2 separate regions of the Sus scrofa genome follow, and region 1 is linked to region 2. Evidence: chromatin contacts called from public Hi-C data. All regions are on one chromosome and are shown on one strand. The core of a region is the stretch at or near the end of the contact, and the rest is flanking DNA. Distances in the headings are between cores, read along the strand shown.

What was found. A called contact is a pair of places that touch in the nucleus more often than the background predicts.
Region 1: a Hi-C map of epiblast stem cells shows a contact between it and region 2, with 2.2 times the contacts expected there. The contact joins the promoter of ADHFE1 here to the promoter of C4H8orf46 in region 2. A contact is called at or near these places in 2 of 47 Hi-C or Micro-C datasets (embryonic fibroblasts and epiblast stem cells) and 1 of 2 datasets of contacts at active chromatin or transcription factors (alveolar macrophages).

What each region holds. Positions count from the first base shown.
Region 1 is chr4:68,281,311-68,288,704 of Sscrofa11.1, reverse strand. It overlaps ADHFE1 (hydroxyacid-oxoacid transhydrogenase, mitochondrial), which reads left to right and starts at 3,269. Exons shown (of 14, transcript XM_003125603.4): 1 at 3,269-3,376. The coding sequence starts at 3,318. RRS1 (ribosome biogenesis regulatory protein homolog) reads left to right here and starts at 492. Exons shown (of 1, transcript XM_003125604.4): 1 at 492-2,902. The coding sequence starts at 617. The coding sequence ends at 1,714. LOC110260284 (a long non-coding RNA gene) reads right to left here and starts at 3,216. Exons shown (of 3, transcript XR_002343277.1): 1 at 3,100-3,216.
Region 2 is chr4:68,220,335-68,227,165 of Sscrofa11.1, reverse strand. C4H8orf46 reads left to right here and starts at 2,035. Exons shown (of 6, transcript XM_003125610.4): 1 at 2,035-2,731. The coding sequence starts at 2,665.

The DNA.
Region 1 (7,394 bases), core at 2,020-4,519, 60 kb before region 2:
CGGGGAAGACCAGGCATCGGGCGGCTGGGATGGGGTCACGGCCGTGCCCACTCAGAGCTGCCTATGGCTTCCAAAGCAAACCAAGTCTTCGTCTACACTTGGCTTTAAGTACATCCGTGGGAAGGACCTCTGTCGGCCCACACCCAGGGCCCCATGGGCTCTGGTGAAATATAATTTATCTGTTCCCAAGAAGAACTGACTTAGTAAGTATCTTGAGAACTGACTTAACTTAGTGTAACACAGTCGCTCCGAGACCCCCTTATTCTGGGGCCCCCAAAATTTTCACTGCCCCTCCCTCCCTCACGCCACTGCCTAGTGGAAGCCCCGGTGCCAGTCAAACCTTGGACTTCGTAGTGCGCGGGTTCCTCGCTCCTGCTCCGCCTACATCCGGGCTGGAGCCCAAGGGCCGTCTCTAACCCCATCTGTTCTCCAACACCGCCCTCTGCCGGCCCTTCTTCGGGTCGCCCGCGTTGTGAGCCTTTTCCGGCTGCTCCGGAAGTGGAGCTTTCTCTTCCGGGACGAGCGTCTGGGCGACTGCACGTGGCTGTGTTGCCTTGGCCTTTGCCGGCGCTACTGGAGAATTGATTGGAACTGTTACCCCGGAACAGCCGGAGCCATGGAGGGCCAGAGCGTGGAGGAGCTGTTGGCAAAGGCGGAGCGGGACGAGGCGGAAAAGCTGCAGCGCATCACCGTGCACAAGGAACTAGAGCTGGAGTTCGACCTGGGTAACCTGCTGGCCTCCGACCGGAACCCCCCGACCGGGCTGCGGCATGCGGGACCCACGAAGGAGGCCGAGCTGCGAGCCCTGGCGCGGGACAACACGCAGCTGCTCATCAACCAGCTCTGGCAGCTGCCCACCGAGCGCGTGGAGGAGACGCTGGTGGCGCGGCTGCCGGAGCCCACCACTCGACTGCCGCGCGAGAAGCCGGTGCCCCGGCCGCGCCCTCTTACACGCTGGCAGCAGTTTGCGCGTCTCAAGGGCATCCGTCCTAAGAAGAAGACCAACCTGGTGTGGGACGAGGTAAGCGGCCAGTGGCGCCGCCGCTGGGGCTACCAACGGGCCCGCGATGATACCAAGGAATGGTTGATTGAGGTGCCGAGCAATGCCGACCCCATGGAGGACCAGTTCGCCAAGCGTATTCAGGCCAAGAAGGAACGGGTAGCCAAGAACGAGCTGAACCGGCTGCGTAACCTGGCCCGCGCGCACAAGATGCAGCTGCCCAGCGCGGCCGGCATGCACCCTACCGGACATCAGAGTAAGGAAGAGCTGGGCCGCGCCATGCAGGTGGCCAAGGTCTCCACCGCCTCTGTAGGGCGCTTCCAGGAGCGCCTGCCCAAGGAGAAGGCGCCCCGGGGCTCTGGCAAGAAAAGGAAGTTTCAACCCCTTTTTGGGGACTTTGCAGCTGAGAAGAAGAGCCAGTTGGAGATGTTGCGAGTAATGAACAGCAAAAAGCCTCAGCTGGACGTGACCAGAGCCACCAATAAGCAGATGAGGGAGGAGGACCAGGAAGAAGCGGCTAAGAGGAGGAAAATGAGCCAGAAGGGCAAAAGAAAGGGAGGCCGACAGGGTCCTGGGGGTAAGAGGAAAGGTGGCCCACCCAGCCAGGGAGGGAAGAGGAAAGGGGGCGTGGGAAGCAAGATGAATTCCGGGCCGCCGGGCTTGGGTGGCAAGAGAAAAGGAGGGCAACACCAAGGAGGAAAGAGGAGGAAGTAAATTTCAGCCTCGGACTTGTTTGTAAACCAAGAACTGTACTTAATGTTGACATCTAGGCACTGTAGGGGGACACCAAAGATGTGGCCCCTGCCTTCACTGAGCTTGAAGTTAAAGGGACAGCCTTGCCCTCCTCTGAAAATAGTATGTAAATATTGCACAGGACAAATTAATGTTATTTCCCACAACCAAAACTTTGGCTGAAGATTAAAGGATGTATTTAAGGCTATACGAATTAGGGAAAGAATTTGGTCGAAATTAGGAGTGAGTTCTGTTTTTAAACAGACTTTTTTTTTCCTTGTAAACTTTGTATGTGGTGTGAGGGAGGTCATATTTCAAAGACTTTTAGCATTGTTTTGATAACAAGCTTCTGTATTTATCAAAGTGGGGGAACAAAAAGATTACAAGGTTACATTTTCAGAACTGTTGTAAAGGCCATTTAATAAAGGTATGTCTGGATCTAATATTGCTTTCAAATTTTGTAAGTTTTAAGTAAAGCCAGTGACCTGGATACGTGTTACAGATTATTTTCATTTACTTTCTAGAAGATATCCACCAGCTAACTTATGACGTTAGCAAGACCGCTTTATTAGGAAAACTCATGCTCCTTTTGATACCTGATATATTATTGAAAGTGTACAACTGGTGTCTCTTTGAACACTGAAAACATTAATTTGCTCTAGCTGATAAATTTGTGCTTCACTAAATAATGCAATCTTAATTAATCCTAATTTTATACTTAAATTTTTATCAACATTTATGTCTCCAGTTCTTTTAAAGCTTCAAGTGGGATCTGTTTGGGGAAGAGAGAAACCCACAAAAACCTTGGAACATTATTATCTTTAGATTCATTTGTCACATTGACTTGAGCTGGTTTAATTAGGAGATGAAATGTTTACAGCTATCCTGGGTTTCTTTCCTTAATTGATTTCAGTAACTCACCTTCCTAAATATCTCCTGAAAATTAACAGTAAATCTAGAATGGGGGGAGGGGGCTTTTTTCTGCTGTTAGAGCTCTAGGGAGCCACTCTACTCTTGGTTTTTGGTCTGACAATTGATAGGAAATTAGAATTGGGAGTTCGTTTTGTCTTTTTTTCAGTGTTGTTCCCTTTTTACAAAGTTGTAGAAATTGCTATGAAAGAAAGGATTAATTCAGATTTCATAATGGGTTAATAAAAATATGTTCAATTGTTACTGTCTTAAGATAACTTTCTGATAAAGAGCTGTGCCATCGATAGTGTTTCTGCTAGGACAGGGGGCAGAAGGCAACATAGCATTTTAAAGGAGTCAGAGTGGAAAAGAATGCTCTTTCTCCACATTTCCCAGGTCTCCGACTAGTGACAAAGAGGATTTACACAGAGACTTGGGGAAGTATCCTAAACAGTTACCTGCATGGCAATTTCAAAGGCGGAGGGTGAGACCCTGCAGCTGGAGCAGTCGTAGTTCCGCCTCGTGGGAGAATGGCCTGGAGCCGGAGGGCTGCTGTGGGGGGCGCGAGACCCAGCGGAGCGGGTGGGCGGGCGCGGCCGAGGGGGCGGAGGGGAAGCCAGCGGCACGGATTGGCCGGCGGTGGGGGCGGGGCCCCGAGGAGGGAAACGGTGCAGCCATGGCCGCTGCCGCTCGCGCCCGGGTAGCACACTTGCTGAGGCAACTGCAGCGCGCAGCGTGAGTACGGGGTCGGCAGGCGGGCAGGGGACAGCGCATTCTTCCCGCAGTCATTTTCAGGAACTTTGGATCGCGTTGCCGCAGTGCGCGCCCGCGGCGAGCCAGCCTAGACAGCTCCGTCCCTGTGCCAAGCAGCCAGCGCTGCGCGGTGAGGCCGCTTGTACTCTGCCAGTTCTACGTTAGGGAAAGTAAGCCCCAGAAAGGAGAGCACCCGGTCTCAGATCAGGGCGGGCAATGGAGAGCCTGGCACAGTGACCAAGACAAATGCATGTGTCCAACCAACACATACGTACTGGGTGTATGTTATCGTGCCAAAAACTATTCTAGGAGCTGAAGATAAAAAAACGAAAGACTGCAGCAGTTTAAAATCTGGCAGGGAAAATTGCATGAGGGAACAGGGTGAAACTCTGTGCAGGACCCCACGGAAAGGTTCAGAGCAATAACCAGGAGCTTGACTCCTTGGTATGTGCAGGCAGTCAAGGAGTTAAACATTATGATACGTCTGACTTCTCCAAAAATGCCAGGTACTAGTAGCCACGTGATAAATGTGTTGAATGTGCAGATGCACAAGTCGGTCTGGGAAAATATGAGGGGAAAAAAAAGGTGGAGATAAACAGGAGGAAAGGATGGGAAGGAAAGAAGAATTTCAGGCAAAGGGAAGAACAGCACCAGAGGCAAAAGCCTAGTTCCAGGATCTAAAACTAGTTAAAAGTCTGGACTACCTTTATAAGAGGAGGTGAGGATAGAAAAGACAGATGTGGGAAGACCATGAATTAGAAAATAGCTAGGAGTTCCAGTGAGTTAAGAATCTGACTGCAGGGAGTTCCTGTTGTGGTGCAGCAGGTTAAGAGCCCAACTAGTATCCAAGAGAATAAGGGTTTGATCCCTGGCCTTGCTCAGTGGGTTAAGAATCCGGCCTTGCCAAAAGCTGTGGTGTAGGTTGGAGACGAGGCTGGGATCCTGCATTGCTGTGGCTGTGGCATAGGCCAGCAGCTCCAGGTCCAATCTGACCCCTAGCCTGGGAATTTCTATATGCCGAGGGTGCAACCCTCCCTAAAAAGAAAAAAAAAAAAGTCTGACTGCAGGGTTTGATCCTATGTGGTGCAGTAGGGTAAAGGATCTGGTATTGCCACAGCTGTGGGTGGCTTGGATTCAGTCCCTGGCCCAGGAAATTCCAAATGCTGCCAGCACAGAAAGGAAGGGAAAGAGGGGAGGGAGGAAGAGAAAAGAAAACAGCTAATGTTTACTGGGCACTTACCAGGTGCTAGGCACTTTACATGTACTATTAATAATAACTAATCCTTACAAGAACCCTATGCCATGCTGTGTTATTATCCTCATAGTATAGATGAAGTAATATCATGGAGAAAAATAATTTGCCCAGTGTCATACACTAAGTAAATGGCACACATAATTTGGACCCAGGTAATCTGGCTTCACCGTTCATCTTCTCAGTCCTGTACTAAGGAATTTTGTGTCCTATAGACAATGGAAAGCTGTTGAAGCAATAGTTCTCACTGTGAAACACATACTTTGAAATGCCCCATGGGAAAAGAATCCCACGGCCAAATAAGTTTGGGAAACCAACTGCTGCATTACCCCATGGAGAGTCAGGATAAACGTTAGCACATGAAGAGCTCTGAGAACTCCTGCGCAGGGGAGCGGGGCAGTTTTGCTGTATGTAGACTCTGTGTTCTAAATCTGCATCATCACAGAACTTTTATCAAGCAACACCACTCACATACCTTAGAATCAGTGTCACGTAGAACACGTTTTGGGGATAGTTGCATGCAAAGGAGTGCGGCGTGATTAGAATTAAGTTGGGGCTTTCTGGTGGCAGTGGAAAGACGAAAGGTAATTGTAGGGCTCCAGCTAAAGGCAGCAAGGAGAGGCAGCTGCTACAAGTGGTGGACGTAAGAAATATTAAGCTGTTGGTTAGCAGGATTTTGTATCTGATTAGTGAGACAGAAGTTGAGGTTTCTGGCAGGGGCATTGGGTAAACAGTGGGGCATTTACCAAGACAGAGACTGTAAGCTTTAGGGGGAAGGTGATGACTGTTTTGAGTTGGACATGCCTCAGGTACACCCAGGTGAAGGCCCCCAGCAGGTAACTGAATACCCTGTTCTGGAGCTCCAGGAGTGAGTGGGAAACTTACCAGTGCATAGAGGGCAGCTGAAAGCACAAGTTTAGAAGCAAAGGCCTTGGCAAACTGTAGACCTGGAAGAAAAGGGCTGAGGATGAAGTCCTGGGGAGCAGTACTGCGTGGTTCTTTGTTCTGCATATGTTGTTTAAAAAAATAAATAAATAGGGTATGCATTTAGAAAAAGTGGGAGATTTCAGGTAAAAACCTTGGAAAATTGGGAAATGGCCTCACTGGGCCTATGTTTAGGCTGGGGAAGGTCTGCAGGACTGAGGGGAAGCAGGGCCACCACTTTTGGGCAGGGCCAGCACTCCAGCTTCTGGAGAGCCATGTCCCCGACACCACAGGGCAGCCCACTGCCCAGTCCACCGACACAGCTGAGTGGACAGCCAGGCGCTCTGGCCTTACTTAGGTTACCTGCTGGTCTCTTTAAGCACTTGGATTTGCAAATGATTTGCACTTTGGAGGGAAGGGAAGCAGCTTTAAAAGAAAGGAGATGTGGCCAAAGAGGTGGGAGCAGGCCAGTTTTGCAATGCTCTCACCCCATACAGCAGGGAACTAAGCCGCCTGACATCCTAGAGGCAGGCGGGGCAGACAGTAAACTAGTAATTAAAAGTTAGAGCCTATTAGATAGTGATGGGTATTAAAGAGAAAGAAAAAGCAAACCGGGGGCTGGGGTGGGGGTGGGGGTGGAGAAGGACATGCGATTTCAGAGAAGCCAGTCAGAGAAGACCTCACTTGCTAGCCTCCTGTTGCCGCTATAACAAATTCCCACAAACCTGGTGGCTTAAAACAACGCTTATTTGTTATCTTACAGTTCTGGAGCTCAGAAGTCCAAAATCAGTTTTCCTGAGCCACAGTCAAGGTGTGAGCAGAGCCACCTTGCCCTCAGAGGCTCTAGGGCAGAGTTCAGTACCTTTCTGTTCACAGCTTCTGGAGCCGCACTGCTCGCATTCCTTGGTGGTGGCCCCTTCCCCATCTTGAGAGCCACCACCTTGCTTCCATGGCCACAATGCCTTCCTCTGTCAAATCTCTCCCTCTGCAGCTCTCTGTTAAGGAACATCACATGGTTACGTTTAGGGCCCACTCAGAGAAGCCGGATAATCTCTCCATCTCAAGATTCTGAATCACATCTGCAGAGTCCCCTTTGCCATATAATGTGACAGGTTCCAGGGATTAGGCTCAGAATGTCTTCCAAGGGCTCAGCTACGCCACATTTGCTGAATAAAGACCAGTGAAAGGAGGGTGCAAAGCACGTGGCTCCCCTGGGGAGGTGTCTGGAGGTGGAGCGTGTCCGGCGTGGTCTCCAAACAAGGTGACGACCAGAGCGGGCAGGAAAGAAAGGAGGCCAGAGATACTGGGAGCTGGGGGGTGGGGGGCAGCCAAGGATGACCCCAAGCTTTTCTGGCCTAAGCAACTGCAAGGATGACGTTCTCATCAGCTGGAACCAGAGGAGGCTTTGAGGAAAGATCAGGAACTGAGTCTTAGGCAGGGAAAATGTTAGATGTTAATAGGCATTCACATGAAGATGTTGAGGCAGCTGATTCTGGGGTTCAGGAGGGAGGTCTAAACAGAAAGGATAAAGTGGGAGCCATCAGCATAGAAGATATTCAAGGCCATGGGACCGGGGAGGGTCACTTGGGATGTAAATGTGGAAAGAAAAGAGAAGGCAAAGGCTGAATGCTGGAACCTTCCAGCATTTAGAGTCAAGAACATGAAAAGAAACTAGGACAGCAGCAGCCAGCGCAGTAAGAAGAAAACCAGAGAGTTATGTCATGGAAACCAAGGGCAGAAAGTTTTTCCAGGGAGGAGGGAGAGAAGGAAAGGACACAAATGACTGACAGGTCTGAACTGAGAACCAAGCGGTGCATTAGTGCT
Region 2 (6,831 bases), core at 786-3,285:
TATCTACGTCTTTTAGCCCCTGCTCTTTAATATTACCTCTTATTAAGCATTTGTTAACCAAATCCCCAGATTTCTTTTTCATAAATTACTGCTTAATCAGATCAACCCAATTCCATAATTAATTTTTAATGTAAAGGGAGATATTTTCATTCAGTTTTGTTAAATTTCTTGCAGATTTTATTACCTAGAGTCTGTTAACATGTCTTCAACATAATTTTTTTTTTTTTTTTTTTTGTCTTTTTGTCTTTTTAGAAAAGGGCCATACCTGAGGCATATGGAGGTTCTCAGGCTAGGGGTCTAATCGGAGCTCTAGCCACCAGCCTATGCCACAATCACAACACCACCAGATCCAAGCCGTGTCTGCGACCTACACCACAGCTCATGGCAAGGCCGGATCCTTAACCCACTGAGAGAGGCCAGGGATCAAACCCGCAACCTCACGGTTCCTAGTTGGATTTGTTAACCAGTGAGCCACGATGGGAACTCCATCTTCAACATAATTTTGGATCTTGCTTTCTACTGTACTAGGTGCTCCTCTAAACTTTATAGCATCCAAAAAGTGAATCACTGTGGAGGTTACAAAATCTATAGACAGGCCTTTTAGACAGTACTCTTTTTAGCTGAAAATGACCAAAATCTACTTAAGTTTAAGCAAAAAGGAAATCTATCAGATGGAGACAGAGCTATCTTATTGACCATGAGACAGGAAGGCCACAGGGCCAAGAGACAAGACAGAAAATGGGAAACCCTTAAGTGGGGGCAATCCTCCCCCTCCCCACCTTTTATGCTCTGTCTGAATCTCTCCACACCCACCCCTCACCCTCCCAATACTCCCTACACCCCCCAACCTCCCATGCCTCCCACTGGCCCCTCCCTGAGTGCACACAGAACCACAGACCCACCAAGTACAGGTCAATGTAAAAGGACTTGCTCTCCTCCCCTAACTAAAACTCTTGACCTTGGGTTTGCATCCGAGCCTCAGGCCCCTTCCAGAGTAGCATTCCACTTGTGTCCCTGGCTTCCCATTAGCTCCACCCCCACTGGTTCTGAGAACCTCCTCAGATATTGAAAGTCAATACCTTCCCTCTGGTCCCAGGCCAAGGTCCAACTTCTGTTTCCCGGAGGCAGAAGCCTGGGTTATGCGTTGTCCTGGTTCAATAAAACGTGCCCAAGGGGACAAATTCAAGTAGAACAGACATGGCTCCCCAGAGCCATACTCTGTGGCTGTGCTGCTCTCAGGGACGTGCAGGTAATGCTGACAACCACGGGATGAGTAAATGCCCCAGGTTTGTCTAAAACAGAAATATCAGAGGTCACCAGATCCAAGTTTAAGAGATTATGGCTCAGGTCCCCCCCAGGTTCAAAGTAGGGGGGATGCTTTGGAGATGAAGAATGGAGTACAATTTAGTGGTTAAGTACACTGGCTTTGGAGTCAGGTTAGGGACTAAATTCTGATTCTGCCATGAACTAGGTATTTTAATCTTGGGCAAATTAATCTCTTTATACCTCAGTTTCCTCACCTAGAAAATGGCAAAAATAATAGCTAGTCTCACCAAGTAGTTGTAGACATTAAATGAGATTATTTATCGGGCTCCCTAGCTCTTGGCAAGCATTTGATAAATGTCAGCTATCATTATTAACATTGCATCATCATCGTTATCAACAGGGAGAAATAAATCTATACTGGTGAAATGAAAGGCAGTGGGTTTGACATAATACACCTATGCTTCAACCATGCCTTATTTTTTTTGTGTATATATATATAGTGTGTATATATATATATACACACACACACACACGCTATACAGGATAAAACATAAGATATACAGGATATACATACATAGGATACACATAGGATATACACAGGACACATTTTATGTACATAAAATATAAGATATATAGGCTATAATAGGATATTTAGGATAATATATGTTAGGATATTTAGAATAATAAAAATATAACCTCCCTATAATTGGGCACTTCTAGTGTCAGGCACTGCTTGTCACCACACCCCTACAAGCACCTGCAGGCTTCTACAAGGAAATACTAAACACACAGCTCTCTAGAAATGCCAGCCTTGTCATGCTCTGGCGTGAGCCAAAAATGCTCTGGAAAAACAGTCCTTTTGTTTAAAATAGAAACTTTGAAGAGAGCCAAATTAGCACATGACAGATTACTGAATAGCCAGTTCTTCTGGAGGGGAAGGAAGAAAAAAACCCCTGTATTTCTGAAATGAAAGGGGGTACCAAAATTCACATTTCCTTTTCGGTAAAATCCTCCAGCCACGCTTGGCGCTACGCTAACCGAGTAGGCGATCTCACTTCATCACCACTTCACAAAAGACTTCCAAATTCACTGCGGCAGACACGGGCAAAATAAAAATGTTAAATACATCCTGGCTGGGAGGGGACTGAAGCCGCCACGCTCAATCAAAGGTTCGCAATAATAGGATTCATAAAAAAAAAAAAAAAAAAAAAAAGACAGATGGGATTAGAAAATGTTGCAGGGAAGACTCTGGAATGAGATGAGCTCACAGCACCAGCCTGTCTTTTGTGGACCAGCACAATGATCCCTGAGTCAGACTGGATTAGGAAACCTCGCGACTAGGGGTTTAGAGAGAGGCCTCCGGTTCCCCAGCACCTTTGGGGAGAGAAGGCTGAAACGATGCATCAGATTTACAGCTGCAGCGATGAAAATATAGAAGTTTTCACCACCGTGATTCCTTCCAAAGGTGAGTAAAATTGCCCTTGACTCTTTCCTTAATGTGGCAGCTTCAGAGGAGGGTCAAGACAGTCACGTGCTGTTTTACTAGGTTTACAAGCCTCAGGTCCCTGAGGTCGGATAGTCTCTGTTTTGATGGTGTTTGTGGTTGTTGTTTCTGAAAAGGAGGCACATGGATGAAGGTCAATCATTGAGAAAAAAATCCATCACGGGGAAAATGAGGGCAGTTAAAATACTCCCCATTTCACTTAATTCGATCCTGCTGACCCAATATGCTGACTGAAAGTGACAGCAAGCCATTGTTTTAGGAAAGAGAGATGAAAACAAAATTCCCAGGGCAGCTAGATAGACTCTTTCCTCTCCTCCAGGGAGCAAGTGGCTTTTGAAATGAGACAGCCCACTCAAAAGTATGATGTCTAACTGTGCCCTGAAATGTGAGGAGGGAGGCTGCCGGCAGCAGGCTCAAGTCCAGGGAAGTGGTCCAGTGATGGCCTGACCCCAGGGCTAGCTCCCAAAGTTAACCTGGAACCAGCACTGCCACGGGTGTGACTCTGTGCAAGCCCTGGTGCTCTGAGGTGAATGGTGTCAAGTCCTGGGAAGGGCTCTGGGTGACAGCTCGGAACCCAGGGGTCTGGGTCCTGGACAGCTCCCACCACCCCCCACCCCCACTCCCCCACCCCCCCGGCAGAGCTGGGCCCTCTCTCCGGCGCTCTGCACTCTCCCTGCCACCCCTGTCTTGCTGAGTAGAGCTCGGGATGCCACTTAGACCCTGGTCTCACTGTCAGATTGAACGCGGAAGGCTGGGGGTCTGCTGGTGACCCCCTGTTCAAACGATGCCTTTCTTCTTCCCGTGTCAGCCACCGACAGGGCCACTGCTGGGGGAAGGGAGACAGCCTGGCCACAAAGAGACAGCCAACGGAACACAAATTAAGCGTTAGACATCTACTGCCAGTTAGAGGGAGAGGCAAAAAAGAGCGGGGAGTCGCCCACGTGCTGAAGTTGGGACTCTCTCTGGAGACTCTGGAACTGCCTGGAAAGTCAAAGCCGACCCTCTGACCCAGCAGTCCCACTTCTGTAAATACTCTCACACCTGGAGGCTCACAGGGGCACTGCGTTCCCAAGAACAACACAGAAAACCACCTAAATGTCCTTGAAGCGGGGAAGGGATAAAATGTAGTGTGGTCAGACTCTGTAATAGTCCAGAGCAGTCAACAGGGATGAAATACATCTATGTGTATGGACAGGCAGGTCTCGAAAGCATAACGCTGAGAGAAATAAAAGCAGGCTAAAAATTACATGTGTGTGATCATTATTAAATATGGAAATACAAAACTACTATGTATTGTTTATGGATATATATCTGGAGGAAAATATAAAAGACATAGGCTGGAAAGACTTAAAAGTCAGTGATATTACCAGCCTTGGAGAGGGGGAAGGAAGCAGAATTGGGGAGGGTAAAAAGGGAACCAAACTTTGTCCTCTGATTTTCTTATTCCATTTATATAAGAAAACAAATTGAAAGCAAATATGAAAAATGTTAAAATGTCTATTTTCTGTAAATTTTTCCATCTAAAAAAATCTTGAAGGAGAAAAACATCAAAGCTGAGTGGCCTTTTTAAATTAAAAACTTATTACGCAAATCAGGGGCAGTGTCATACTTCACCTGAAGAAAATCATTCAAAACAAGGCCTTTGCCCTCATTTGCTTAGAAGAGGAGTCAAGAGACCCACTGCTACTTCTGTGCTGTGTGACCTTGGGCAAGCACTTAACCTCTCTGGGCCTAAGTTGCCACTCTTGTTAAAAAAACAGAGCTAGAACTTAACCTCTCAAGGTTATTGGTCAGAGGTGGGGGGAATGAAATATAGATAAAGTATATAAAGCATCTAGAACAGTACCTGGCATGAAGTAAGAGTCATTAAATATATCAATGTGATTTCTATTTTTATTCCATATTTAGAGCAATGAATATATTTAGTCAAAGATAAATATTCAATCCTATGTCTCTTTCTTGCCATTTTTATTCATGGCCACCTCCTGGTATTAAACCAAAGAGTCATCAGTATTCACGGACAGGTCAGACTCTGGAAGCTGTTCTCTAGAAAAGGAATATTTATTGGCAGTTTCATTTGAGACTGTACGTGGAAGAAGCCCACCTCTTCCTACACCCTATTTTGCCTCACCCTGCCTTCTCCAGAGCATCAAGCAGAGGGCTCTCAGTGGGAGAATTCAGTGCTAAGTCTTAAGTTACTGCTTATGAAAGAGATCAGTAATTCTCCATCCACTCCCATGGTCCCTGCCTGCAGAAACAGAGGCTGTTGGACTTTCTCTAACAGGGGTTATGATCCCCCTGGTATACACTCCCTCCCAGATGCTCCTGTTTAGTCAACATGCAATGACAATAACATAGACCAGAGCACAAGTTCAGCAGCCTGGCATTTAAAAGCACAGGCCTCGTTCCACCACCGTGTGAACCCTCATCCTCAGCACCTACCTACAAAACAGAGTTAATGAGGAGACCCGCCCCCACAGGGCTGCTCTGAGGAGTGAATGAGAGAAGGAAATAAGCGTCACCTGGGAAAGCTCAATGTGTGCCACTGTCACGTTTATGGTGGTTGTGTTATATCCCTCTTTCCAACACACACACATATACACAATGGTTCTACGTAATACCTGTACATGTTTTTAGCTGAGCCATCTTAATACACCACAAAAATAAGGTTATGATGTTTTTTAAGCAAGTGTTATGGTGTTTAAGTATTTTAAAGGCACAAGTTGTATACTTTTACTTCCTAGAGAGGAGAGCCCTTTAAAGGAAAGATTTCATGGGCACAATTCACAGTAAAAAAAGATAAAGGCTGTGGTTTTACCATGAAATTATACCAGAAGTTATTTCCTGAAGCTCCCCAGTGGGTTTAATTCTAGAGGGAAGAGCACCACTGCATTCAGAGCCATTCTCTTGGGGTAAACAACGACAGAGAGGGGTTGGTGAGGGGAGTCGAGGAACAGCAGGGGGAAATGGAGGAAACTCCAGAAAGAGAACTCCTAAGGGAATCTCCAGTCCCCAGAGGTTAGCGCTCCCTCCTCCACCTGCCCTCGTTGGGTAGTAATCACCACACTAATTCCTGAGAACTCACCCAGCCAGGTGGCCAAGGGCTTCATAAAGATCAGTTCACCGAACCCTCTCCACCACCCTCTGAGGTAGATGCTAGCTTGACTCCTATCTTCCAGGTGAGGAAAGTGAGGCTTAGAAAGAGTGGTCCGCTCAAGTCACATAGCAGGCAAGTGATCAAGTTCACAGTCACACCTAAGTCAAAGGAGTTCGGAGCCCTGGCTCTTAACCAGCCCTCTGCACCCCTGGCTTCACGGCTGCTCTCCCTCCACAGAAAACAACAACACGGCTCTCACCTGATCACTTATCTGATATGTGACAAGTCATTTCCGCTCTAGGCAAGGCAGTGGCTTGGCAGGATTTCACTTCACATAAATCAAGTAAATCCCTCTGGCATCAACGCGCAAAAGAGACGCCGGGGTGTCTCCACTTTCAACAACACACACACCTTTTTCCAACCCAGTAACTTTTTTCTGATTGATTAAGTTTTTTTTCCCTATTGTATTAAAACATGAATATAAATTTTACCATTTAGCCATTTTTTAAGAGCACAATTCAGTGGCATCAAGTACACTGACACATTGTACAACCATCACCATGATCCATTTTCTTAATTTTTTCATCTTTCCAAAACTGACACCCTGTATGCATTAAATAATCACTCCCCATGCCCCCCCTTCCTCCAGCCCCTGGTAACCTCTTTTCTACTTTTTGTCTCTATGAATTTGACTAGGTGAGGTATCATACAAGCAGACTCATGCAATATTTGCTTATTTCACTGAGCTCAATGTTCTCAAGGTTCATCCATGTCATAGCATGTATCAGAATTGTAGTCTTTCTTTAGGCTAAATAATATCCCATTGTATGTCTATACCACGTTTAGTTTATCCATTCATTTGTTAATGGACATTTGGGTTGTTTTCACCTTTCGGCTGCTATGAGCTTTGGTGCACTTAACCAAGTAACACCTAAAACTGCAAGTGCACTTGCCTCTTCTTCCC